Regions from separate parts of the Mus musculus genome. Here regions 1 and 3 are each linked to region 2. The links are chromatin contacts, called in public promoter capture Hi-C maps. All regions are on one chromosome and are shown on one strand. Each heading gives the region's core, a stretch centred on a gene start, on an enhancer-like site or on the middle of the called end of the contact. The rest is flanking DNA. Distances are from core to core; before and after follow the strand shown. Region 1 has its middle 29 kb from the start of Gm1965. Region 2 holds the start of Chst13 (carbohydrate sulfotransferase 13). Region 3 holds the start of Tpra1 (transmembrane protein, adipocyte asscociated 1).

The links. Promoter capture Hi-C pulls out the DNA fragments that hold promoters and counts their contacts.
Region 1: a contact with region 2 is called in a promoter capture Hi-C map of liver, with 4 times the contacts expected there. The contact joins the enhancer-like site here to the promoter of Chst13 in region 2. A contact is called at or near these places in 6 of 39 promoter capture datasets (the HPC-7 cell line, embryonic stem cells, hippocampal neurons and 2 more).
Region 3: a contact with region 2 is called in a promoter capture Hi-C map of embryonic stem cells, with 4 times the contacts expected there. The contact joins the promoter of Tpra1 here to the promoter of Chst13 in region 2. A contact is called at or near these places in 5 of 39 promoter capture datasets (the 3T3-L1 cell line, embryonic stem cells, hippocampal neurons and 1 more).

What each region holds. Positions count from the first base shown.
Region 1 is chr6:89,167,786-89,171,453 of GRCm38.p6, forward strand. No RefSeq gene overlaps it. Among named protein-coding and RNA genes, the nearest start is that of Gm1965, 29 kb to the left of the region's middle. Within about 2 kb of position 1,631, at least 3 of the 459 cell types and tissues checked have an H3K27ac peak or open chromatin away from gene starts, as enhancers often do. A contact at or near this core is called in liver, where this site is marked.
Region 2 is chr6:90,323,457-90,327,163 of GRCm38.p6, forward strand. It overlaps Chst13 (carbohydrate sulfotransferase 13), which reads right to left and starts at 1,729. Exons shown (of 3, transcript NM_027928.1): 1 at 1,619-1,729. The coding sequence starts at 1,706.
Region 3 is chr6:88,899,921-88,903,541 of GRCm38.p6, forward strand. Tpra1 (transmembrane protein, adipocyte asscociated 1) reads left to right here and starts at 2,331. Exons shown (of 12, transcript NM_011906.2): 1 at 2,331-2,610.

The sequences.
Region 1 (3,668 bases), core at 381-2,880, 1.2 Mb before region 2:
CTGCTACCTGATAGCAGTTTGAAATGTGAACTCCCAGCTTCCTGCCCCAGCCAAATCTTCCAATTTTCCCATTACAAATCATTATCTCTCAGAAATTGGACACCATCATTAACTTCTTCCTTCTGTGTTGCCTTGGTGATGAGATGTTCTCAGAGAATTACTAAAGAAACTAATACAGGTATAAGTGAAGCAATACTTGAATATTTTGGATGAGCATTTTCAACTAAGAATCTCCAAATAACTGAAAAACACAGTCAAAGCCTAGAAACCAAGCATGACTGATCTTAAAAGTCTATGCAACATTGCTCATGTCTGAGCAATAAACATAGTAATTACAGAAGCACCCAAGGAAAAGTCCACAAACTACTAAGAGAGGGCAAGAAGAAGAAATTAAAGGAGAACATAGGGAACATTAAAGCAAAGTCCTCTAAGGCAAGCATAGGGAAACACAGAAAGTTAGGTCTGTCAGTACAAGACTACCTTGCTCTACACAGTAAGTTAAAAGACAGCCAGGTCTATGAAGACAGAATCTTTATCAAAACAAACAAGTGAGCAGCCATACAAACATCACAAGATAGATTGGTGTATTCCAGCACTCTCCCTCCCACTGGCTCTGCGACTGGGGCTTCTTCATTCATCTCTGAAGGGAACAGGCTGTCTGAATTGGGAGTCTGAGAGCATTTTCCATTCTGGTCACCCATCATGACGGCCCTTAGGGGCTCCAACCTGTCTATGAAGAAGAGAGAAAGATGATTGTAAGAGCTTGAAGAAGAGGCCAAGACCAAGAAGCTGTTCTGAGATGAAAAACTGAAGAGGAGACCAGAGTCAGGGGCAGAGCCTGTGGGTGTGGGACTGGGTCACTGCAGGGGCCAATGCCCAAAGCAGCCAGGAAGCCACACCTGTCTGGGCACCTAAACACAACCTCTGAGGCAGGAGGACCCCAAGTTCATCATCTACCTGACCTATAGGACAAGCTCCAGGCCTAGATCCCAGGCCAGCCTGCCTGCTTCTGAGAGACCCTTTCTTACAACACAAAGTCATAGGATCAAAGGAGCTGAGGGCTCAGGGTCTGCCAAGGGCCTCCAGTGGGCGAGAGCCAGGGATCCATCCTGAGAACCACAGGGGTAAAGCACAATCCTCCAGGTGCCATTCCTTTTACAATCCCCCCATGTCATCCACCAGAAACCCCAGTGGGAACCTCGCTGCTACGCATGAGCTTCGAGAGGACCTAGATCATTCATTCCCCCAGCCCCAGCACGGCACTATACTCAGAGTTCTAGTCAATAGGATGGGAAGACAGGGCTCTTCAACTCAGCACAACCAAAACCTGCCCTAGAAGGAGCCTACCTCCACAGGCTGAGAAAGAACCTTCCTAGATTACCAAACAGGCTGTGTGTCTTGTGTGACTCATTTTCCTGGATTGGCCTTCCTCACAACATGCTGATGAGAAAACTTCTCTAAAGTCTCTGGACTGTTCTTTGAGAGGGCTTGCCCTGACTCCTACCTTGAACTAGAAGCTGTGTCTACCGCAGTCTGCAAACAAAAGGCTGCTGTGTGCCCTTTTATAGCCTCAAGATGCATGGTGGGTATGGCCTGGGACACCAAGAGTCAATCACTCAATGGAGATGGTTACACCTGAGTTGTACCTGCTAGGCTGCTTGGCTAGCTTAGGTCAAAAGGCCAAAGGTAGCAGGCAGAGGACAGAAGCTTCCATCGTCCCTGTACTTACACAGCCTTACATATAGATTACATGTAGGCTTGCTGGGATCTCTGATGTGAGTTTTGAAAAAGTGTAAAATGTTGAGACACCAAACATGTTTCAGGTGAATCCTAAAAAAAAAAAAAAAAGTATGTAAGGCAGGACAGGGTGGGTAAGGACTTTAATCCCAGCAGATGGATCTTTAGTCCAAACTCAGTCTGATTGCCAAAGTGAATTCCAGGAAAGCCGTGGCTATGTAGAAACACTCTGTTTCAAAACAAACAGACAATAAATCAAACCTGCAAGGTGCATTTAAATGGTGTTGTGTGACCCGTCTTGTTGACTTGGGCTTCCTAACACTATGCTGGTGATGTTTCTACACCAAAGTCTGGTTCTGTTTTTCAGGAGGTGTTGCCTTGAACCTACCTAGATCTAGAAGTTGTGTCTATGGCTGTCTGCCACAAGAAGACTGCTGTGGCCACTGGTATAGTCTCAAGGTGAGTGGTGGATATGGCCTGGACACCAAGACTCAATCGTTCAATGGACATGGTTATACAGGAGTTGAAGGCCTAGCTCTGCTTAGCTTATCCCACAAGACACTGGCACTTTTAGTCAAGGCTAAAGAAGGAGAAAGAGGTAAAAGTGTTCCTACCTGAAACTGAGTGACCCTGTGAGGCCTTCAGGAGAGGCACTTTGGGTGCTTCTCTGTGCATATGTGTGTACACAGATTTATTCTTTCCTTCAAATGACTCAATGGCTGGGGTGCTACAAATCCAAGATGGGCTGCCTCAGATTGCAAGAATTGAGCATTTGGTAGCTGTTTAGCCTGCAAAGCTGGAGGTCTCCGCTGAGATTCACTATACACCTGCATGCTGCTGCCTCCTCCTGTGCCCCCAAATAGGCTCCAATCCCAGAGAAGGAGAGGACTGGGTCATGAGGCCAAAGGACACAGAATAGGGAAGAATCTTCCATTTTCCATGCTCTTACATGGACGACATGTAGATTAGAGGTAGGTTGTTGAATCTCCAAAAGGACATTTGAAAAAGTGCAAAACATTGAGACACCAAATATGTTTCAGGCGAATCAAAAAAAAAAAAAAAAAAAAAAAACAAACAAACAAAAACCCTAAAAAATAAAACAAAACAAAAACCAATCAATATATAAAGTATGGTGTGGTGGCTCAGGCCCTTAATCCCTGCACTGGGGAGAGAGGCAGATGGATCTCTGAGTTCAAGCTTAACATGATTGCAAGAGTGAATTACAGGAGAGCCAGGACTATGTAGAGACACTATGTCTCAAACAAGCAGGTAAAAAACAATCACATGAGTGAGAAGTCATTTAAAGCACATGAAAAAGAGTGATGGTTCCTGCAGCCTCCCTCCCTCCAGCCTCCTTTCTTCTTTCTACGCCAATGCTAATTCCCTGTATAAAGAAATGAGACAAGAACCAGAAAGTAGAGAACACTTTATTGCATAATGCAGCAGGGTGATTCCAGGAGTGACAGTGGTCTGTGCTAAGGGGGAAGGACACATTATAGGGCATTGGGAGGGTGGTCTCACATCATTTGAAAGGCTAGAACTGACATCTGAGGGCAGGGCAGGACAGGGCAGAAATAGAGGATGGGGGTAGGTGATGGGGTCCTTTCTTAGAGGCAACAATAGAGAGTCCTGTCACCACCTTGGCACAGTGGAATGCCCTGGGGGAAAAAACTTTAAGAATTGGGAGGCAGCACCCAGGGGACAGTTCCTGACAATCTGGGAACCAAGGGAGAATACATCAGAGTCCACAGTACTGGGAAAGTCTCTCAAGCTACACTTCTTGCTCTTTGTCTTCTGGAGGTCCGATTCTGGCTGAGAGTTGTTCTGAGGCAGGTTGTAAATTTTATGCTGGAGGGCTCAGATGCACAGCCCCCCACCACAGCAAGGTTTCCTGAGGTAGGTTGCTTCTGACCAACCAGGGGTATGAGACG
Region 2 (3,707 bases), core at 479-2,978:
AGGAAGCTCAAGAGACCCATCTCAGACCAGGGGGAATAAAGCTAGGGTCAGTGAGGACTTCCCAGGGAAGACAGCATGAGACCAGCCTGGGGATGGCAGGTGTAAATATCAGCCCTACCCGAGCGAAGCTGGTAAGGGGAGAGCACGCAGCCCTTTCTCTAACCGTGCTTGCACTTTCCCTCCCCTGCTCCCGTTCACACCCCTTACCCCTAGCTTCCCTAGGAGAGGAGGGGTCCCAGGGCTACGATTGCTTTTCTTCCCAAACCTGGCTGGAGGAGGTGGCAGGAGAGATGTGTCCCAAAAGGCATGAAGACATCCTCATGGCCACCCAGGCACATGCCTCTCTGCAGACACACCCCAGGGCCAGACTATCCACTCATACCCCAAAACAGTGTTTGGGCCCTGAGGGACCTGAGCCATTGTGGCCCAGGAATGGGTAAACATTTGTCTACAATGAATGACAGGGTGGACAGAGACTGTGGCATCAGCAGACACTGCGACCACACCCAGACCGTGCCAAGGGACATGTTAGACATGAGAAAGCACCTATACAGAAGTAGCCATTCACCTACAGGTCTTCAGTAAGGAGAAGGCTCCCTTCCGGGGGGGGGGGCTTGCAGGGGTGCCCTGGCACAGCCACTTACATCTGGTCATGCAGAGCTTGTTAATTGGCAGAGTGAGTAGACACAGGCATGGTGACTACTCCTGAGGCCTTCCCAGTTCTGTTCACCTGGCATCCTTCCCAGGGGTCCCTAAGGACGAAGCCAGTGTGATGCACGGGCTGGGGGCCAAGCACTGTCTACTGTAACATTCAAACTCACCCTCCTAAAATCCCTGTAAGCATGGAGTCAGAACCTATTCCATAGATGAGACTGTTAAGGCCCTGGGAGGGGACAGATAATAGGTTAAGCTTGCTGAGTGACCTCTGATCTACAAGCCTGCTGGTCATTGAGGTCCTCCATGGATCAGTACCATTCTGAAAACAGTTTTCCCTTGTCCTGAGTCACTCTCAGCTAATGACCCTGTCCACCCTTGAGTAAAAACCTGTCTGGAAGTGAGCAGACCCCATACACACAGACTAAGGATGGACAAACCGTCAGAAAAGTAGCCCACTGCCCAGGTACCTCTAAGCCACTCCACACCTGACCTCTGCCCTCAGCTTGGTCTGTAAAGTGAGTTATCTGCCAGAGGATCAGAGGAGACCTAGGTTCATTCAGAGTGAAACTGACCACATGCCTGGTGGAAACTGGTACTAGCAGGTCGTGATCCCTGAAACGCCAGGCCAGCATAGACCTGTGCAGTTCTTCTGTGGATGTATAGACTCAGCAGGATCTCAGATTAAGACAGGCATCCAGGCCAGAGAGCAAACTGACTTCTCAAGGCTCAGAGAGTAGGGCAAATGTAACAAACGCATCTCTAGATTGACCAAAAGTTCCCACCAGCAGCTCTACAGGGAGTCAGACAGTGGTCATCTCGCCAGCGACAAGAAAAGAAGTTCCATGCGGGAATGGAAGGAACCTGTCTTCCACTGGCGATGCCCCAGCCCCAAACAACAGGCAGGTGCCAGGTGGCTCTCTAGCTGAGGAAACAACGCAGAGCCCCGGGCCCGCGCACTCACCGGGACGCAGGGCGCACAGGAGCAGGAGTGCAGCACCCAGACTTGCCACCACCGGCAAGGGCCGCCTGCAACAGGAGCGTCTTCCCATGCTGTGCCTGGCACGCGTGGCAGGCGACAGTCATCCGGTGCGTTCTCCTTCCTACTGTGCGGCGGAGGTCCAGGACACGCCCAGTTCTGCCCTTAGTTTAGGGCCCGCCCAGAAGCAGCGTCCAGTGCTCCAGGCTAGAGATAGACGCGCCTGACTGACTTAATGGGTAAAGCTGTAACCCTAGGCCAATGAAAGCAGTATCTATCCCTGATACTAGTCATTAAACCAGGATTCCCTACTTTACACTGATGGGAATTGGTAGTGGAGAAACTCTCAGATATGGGTGTCCCGGGCCCAAGTGCTCTACTGGCGGAGCTAGAAGCTGCAGCTGAGGTCCTGGGAGCCAAAGCTTTGGTCAGAAACGGACTCCAGAAGCTCAGGTTGGACACTCATTGCCCTAGGCTTTAACCCCTAGTACAGGGCAGCTACTGGAAGCCTAGGAATGACAGCTCTGGTCCCCAAGCTTTCGGACTCTTGACCCTCAGTACTGGCAAATGTCACAGCTTGTAAGTCCAAGGGTCCTGGGACCCCCTGCCATTAAGGCTCAGTAGCTTCTCCTCCCAGCCTGCCTTCTCCAGTCTTAACCCTTGGCAATTTCTTGTCTCTTCTTTACTTCCCCTGGCCTTGCCTATGGAACTTCTGCTCTCACAGCAGCCCCTCAGTTCCCTCTCTGGGGAAGACCACTTTGAAGAAACTCTCCACGTGGACCACACAAGTGATCACAAGCTGATTCTGAATGGAAGTGTGTGCACCAGTCAGGACACGGCCCTTCCTGAAAACTAAGGACTGGATTTGCATCAGTCATAGCGCAGGGAGCCAGGAAAAAGACTCCCCCTCATCGTGAGTAAAAATGCCCCAGAGTCATGTTAATTCCCCCAAGGCTGATGATGGGCAGAAAGTCCTGCATCCTGCACAAACTGTTTGAAACAGCAGTGACTGAGACCAGGAGTCCGGAGCTTCGAGATCCAGCAGCTGAAATCAGAAACTCAGCTTCCCAAGGTGCTCAAGGAGAGTTCAAAGCAGCCAGAAACCATGAGGACAGTAGTAAGGTTAGATAAAGCTGAAAGCCTCACTGCCGAGGAAGGCTCTAAGTGTCAGGATCACAAATCTTCCAGGACCCAGCAACTTAGCTTATGTAAAGGAAAAAAAAATAGCATGTGGTTTAAACCCAGCTCTTGGGAGGCAGAGGCAGGCCAATCTCTGTGAGTTCGAGGACAGCCTAATCTACAAATCCAGGACTATTAAACAGAAAAACCCTGTCTCAAAAAAAAATCAATCAATCAACCACCCAATAAAAAGTAAAAGATAATATTGAAGGGGTACTTTGTAATAGAGGCCTTTTTATAGCTGTCTTCACAGTGCCCAGTGTCCTAGGAGCCCACAGTGACTTTTCAGGTAGGAAGGGAGGTGGTCTGCACCACAGTGCAGGACAGCAGCCAGAGGTGTGTGGGGCAGAGAATACGTGAGGGAACCCATCTCTGGCCTGGTTCTACCTGCTACAGTTTGCTCTGGGTGCCATCACCCACTCAAGACCCAGTCAAGTAGAGAAATGGAAAGAGCAGGCCTTCTACAGCATTTCTTAATGGCAGGGCCAAACAGCTAGGCTGAACACAAGCCCAAGGGACCTGTGGATGTCAGTCCTTCCCCCATCCCAGGATCAGTTATAAATGTTTCTTCCTTCCCCCAAGCTCACACTGTAGCATGCTTTCTTATGTGTCGAGTCCCATTTGAATCCCAGTTCATGCAGGCATTGTCCAGCCTGAAGGAGAAGTGAGAGATCTCAGGCATGTCTTTCCTGGGCACTAGATCTGTTGTACTTGGTCATGTCACCCACAGCTGCTGCAGGCACAGGCACTCGGAGCTTATTTCAGACAGGGGGTTGCATTGTAGAGAGACACCAGAGTGAAGTCCACCCTTTGACAGATAAAGAAAGGGCTGGGAGTGTGGCTTAGTGTTAGAGGGCTTTCCTGAGCAGTGAAGCCCTTGCTTACATCCTGGTGC
Region 3 (3,621 bases), core at 1,081-3,580, 1.4 Mb before region 2:
ACTCAAAAATAAATAAATAAAAAATAGAAAGCATATTATGCCACCATAATAGGATATGTTCTTTGAAAAGCTGACTGTGTCCACCATAAGCCCCTAGGCCCCTACAAGTTCCAATGATATGACAAGCACCCAATTCTTAAAAAAAAAAAAAACAAAAAACAACTTATCTTCCTCCTTTATAGAATCTCTCATTACTGGTCTGCCATTCCATGCTTACCCATCCTTACTAGCAGGGTGTCATGGACAAGATAAACCAGAGCCACATTCTGTGAAGAGTCCAAGTAGCCTGGGCCTTGCTAGACCTGGTGACAACGGAGAGGGGTAGAGTCACCACAGGCCTGGAAGGACCCTGCAGGTGGGTAATCCCTTTACTGTAATGGGATAGAAAGAGGTGTGGTTTGTAATTTTGAAAGATCAGAACAGCGAGTGAGATTGACATAGGGAGGGTCCCAGTGTCCCAAACATGCTTTAGGTTCCCAAGATGGGCACAGCTGTCCATACCCTGCACTGGTGCAAGCCAGGAACACTACCTGACCGATCCCCATTCATGTGACTTCCTGGATGCCACACTGTCCTGTATGCAGAGGCCACAGTGATGGAGGAGCAACTGCCTCTGCTGCCAGAGGGAAAGAGGCATTCGATGACCTCCATCACTCAGCAAATGCCGTAAAAATCTCCCAGACATCACACATGGAGCCCCGAATTCCAGAGGGTCAAGTGCAGAGTGACATACTGTTACTGTTCTTCTGAGACATAGCCCTGGCTAGCCTCAAACTTGAGACGATAGTTCTTTATTTTTATTTTTATTTATTTATTTATTTATTTATTTATTTCAGAGACAGGGTTTCTCTGTGTAGCCCTGGCTGTCCTGGAACTCACTCTGTAGACCAGGCTGGCCTCGAACTCAGAAATTCGCCTGCCTCTGCCTCCCAAGTGCTGGGATTAAAGGTGTGTGAGACAATATTTCTGTCTCAGCCTCAAGAGCACTGGGATTACAAACATATCATCCCACCACACCCCGTTTGCTTAGTCCCTAGGCCCTTGTGATTGACAGTGGGGTTTGGGGACAGGTGCTGGAGAAAAGGCTTAGTGGTTATGAGCATGGTTAGAAGCCCTGAGTTCAATTCCTGTGGCCTTTTTGACACCTGGAGGTCAAGGAGGGCCTAGGACATGTATTTTGCTATTATTCCTAAACAGGGCACTGTATTCTCTTGGCAGGAAGTTGGGAGCTCTTGATGGTTTTCAGGGTGGCTGTTACAGACCTTGTAGGCGCAGGCAGGCACAGCCAGCTTCTGTGACTAAGACCAAAATGGACAAATGGGACTAACCTGGAAGTCTCAGGGATGCTAAGTCTCGGACCAATCACAAAGAGGCCCAGAGTCATTCCAGCCCCTGTGTGACCAGGACGGGGCAGTCCTGGGATCCTATAATAAACAGGTGCCTACATCTTTAACCAGCACTGAGGCACCTCTAAGGTGTTGCTGAGACACACTGCCCCCCCCCCCAATGCCTGAGGAAGGGGTAGGCAAGTCAATACCTACTCTTGAGGGAGAGCCCAGGAAGCTCTCTGTGAAGAGAGAATGTGAGAAGACAGGCCCGAGGTTGCATGCAGAGAAGCCCAAGGGCAGCCACAAGTTTGAAAATACATGGCCTATAGGGCAGATCCTGTGGCCGGCCAAAGGTGCACAGGTAAGCAGATGACCTGAGATGAGGCCTCCAAGTTGCCCTGGGGGTGTCCCACAGGGAGGGAAGGCGACAGACAGGAAAGACTGTCCCTCTGGAAGGCACCTGCTTAAGCAAGAGATCTGGTCTGGCCACTTCCTAGCTGGATGGCTTTGGACTTATTCCCTTAACCCCTTCAGGTTTCTTCTGCAAAACGCCACTAATAGCACCCAGCCTTCAGGGTGACTGAGACCAGGACTGGAGCCCTGTAAACGCCAGATCCCTTTGAAGTGGGCAAGCACAGGGCGTCCGAGGAAGGGATGCCCTTCCTTCCCTCCTTCCTAGTCCAGGTGACCAGAGGTCAGTATTTATGGGGCGCCGGTCCCTTAGGCGCCATCCTCAAAGACATAGGGCGACCCGGTCGGAGGACTGGAGCTGTCCGCAGAAAGATGCGGGGCAAAGGCACAGCGTGCTCAGTACGCTTCCCGAAACGCTTTAGGGGTAAGCTGTGCAGAAAAAAAATTCTCCCCTTTGAAGTTTCCGTCACCCACACTTTGCTTTGCTTCGACTGCAGTCCCTTTAAGAGCTCCGCGGGCCGCCTCGCCCATCTGAGGAATTTTATTGGTCTGTTCCACTCCTGTGGGTGGAATCCCGTTACGATAGGCTGCTGGAGGCCGAGGGGGCGGGGATGAGTGCCACAAACAGGGGTTGTGACTGTTTTCACAGTTTTGCTTAGACGAAAAACACTAGCCAAGGCGCCTGAGAGTCGCCGCTGCCAGGGGAGGACCGGGGAAGTCCGCGGGTCCCGTGAGTCCTGCGCGCTGGCGGCGTCCGGCCACCTCTGACCGATCCACGTAGCATCTCAGCTGCGGTTCTTGCGCGACGCTCCCCGGTTCTCGCTACCTCGCAGGGGTCGGAGTCCCGCGGCCTGCGCAGCCCTGCTCTCAGGTAAGCGCGGCCGAGTCCTCATCTCCTGCTCCGCCAAGCTAGCGAGGAGGCCCTGCCCCTGCTCCTTCTTCGGGTTCGGGCCTACCGTCTCCTTCTGTCCCCGTGCCACTTGGGGTACAGCCGCAAGACAACCTTTGAGAAGTTTCTGGGGACCCTAGCGGTCAGGACCGGATCCTGGATGGAGCTGGACACCCGCCGCTCCGGGTGCAGCCAGAGCTCAGCGGCAGCCGGAAAGACCAGCCCATGCTCTGCCTCTGCCTTCCTGGCCTTGCGGAAGGAAGGGCAACTCCACTTAGCTCCGTAGCGAGGAGGGGGTGGTGGGGTCTGGGGTCCAGACACCCCCAATCCTTGTCCAGCCTGGTTGCATTGTGCTGGAAATGTGTGCGCGTCATAGCATTTTTTTGAGATCTTACCTGTTCTAGAGGGTTGGGTCACAAGACCTAGGACAGACAAGACACACAAGCATGTAAATACACCTGCTGCCGATGGAGTCCCAGTTCTATAAACAGCACACCAAAGAACTGGGTGGTGGTGGAGGAATCGGGAGGTGGAGGCAGGGGGGAAATCAGAAGTTCAAGACCTGCCTTGGCTTTTTGCAGAGTTGGAGGCTAGCCTGGGCCCAATGAGACCCTATCTTTAAAAACAATCATTGAAAGAACAACAGCCAGGTGGGCTAGATAAAGTCCACTTAGAGGGGGAGGTAATGAGTCAAATGATGGGATCAAGCTGCGGGTAAGCAAACACAAAGGCCCCTGAGGTAGGGGAGATATAAGTTGGTGGCTAAAGAAGGGCAAGAAGGATTGTCAGGAGGCAGAGGGCAGGTCACCTGGACCATCCCTTCTTCCTGTTGTCCACAGTGGCCTCTTAGGACACAATCTCTCCTCTATCACTGAGGCTGACAGATTCAGAGAGGCATGGAACTTAGCCTCTATCCTCTGGGGATTTCCTATGCTGCTCTGCAGCTAGATTTAGAGGCTTAGCAGCCTAGGAGGGAAGGGAGAGAACTTTGGG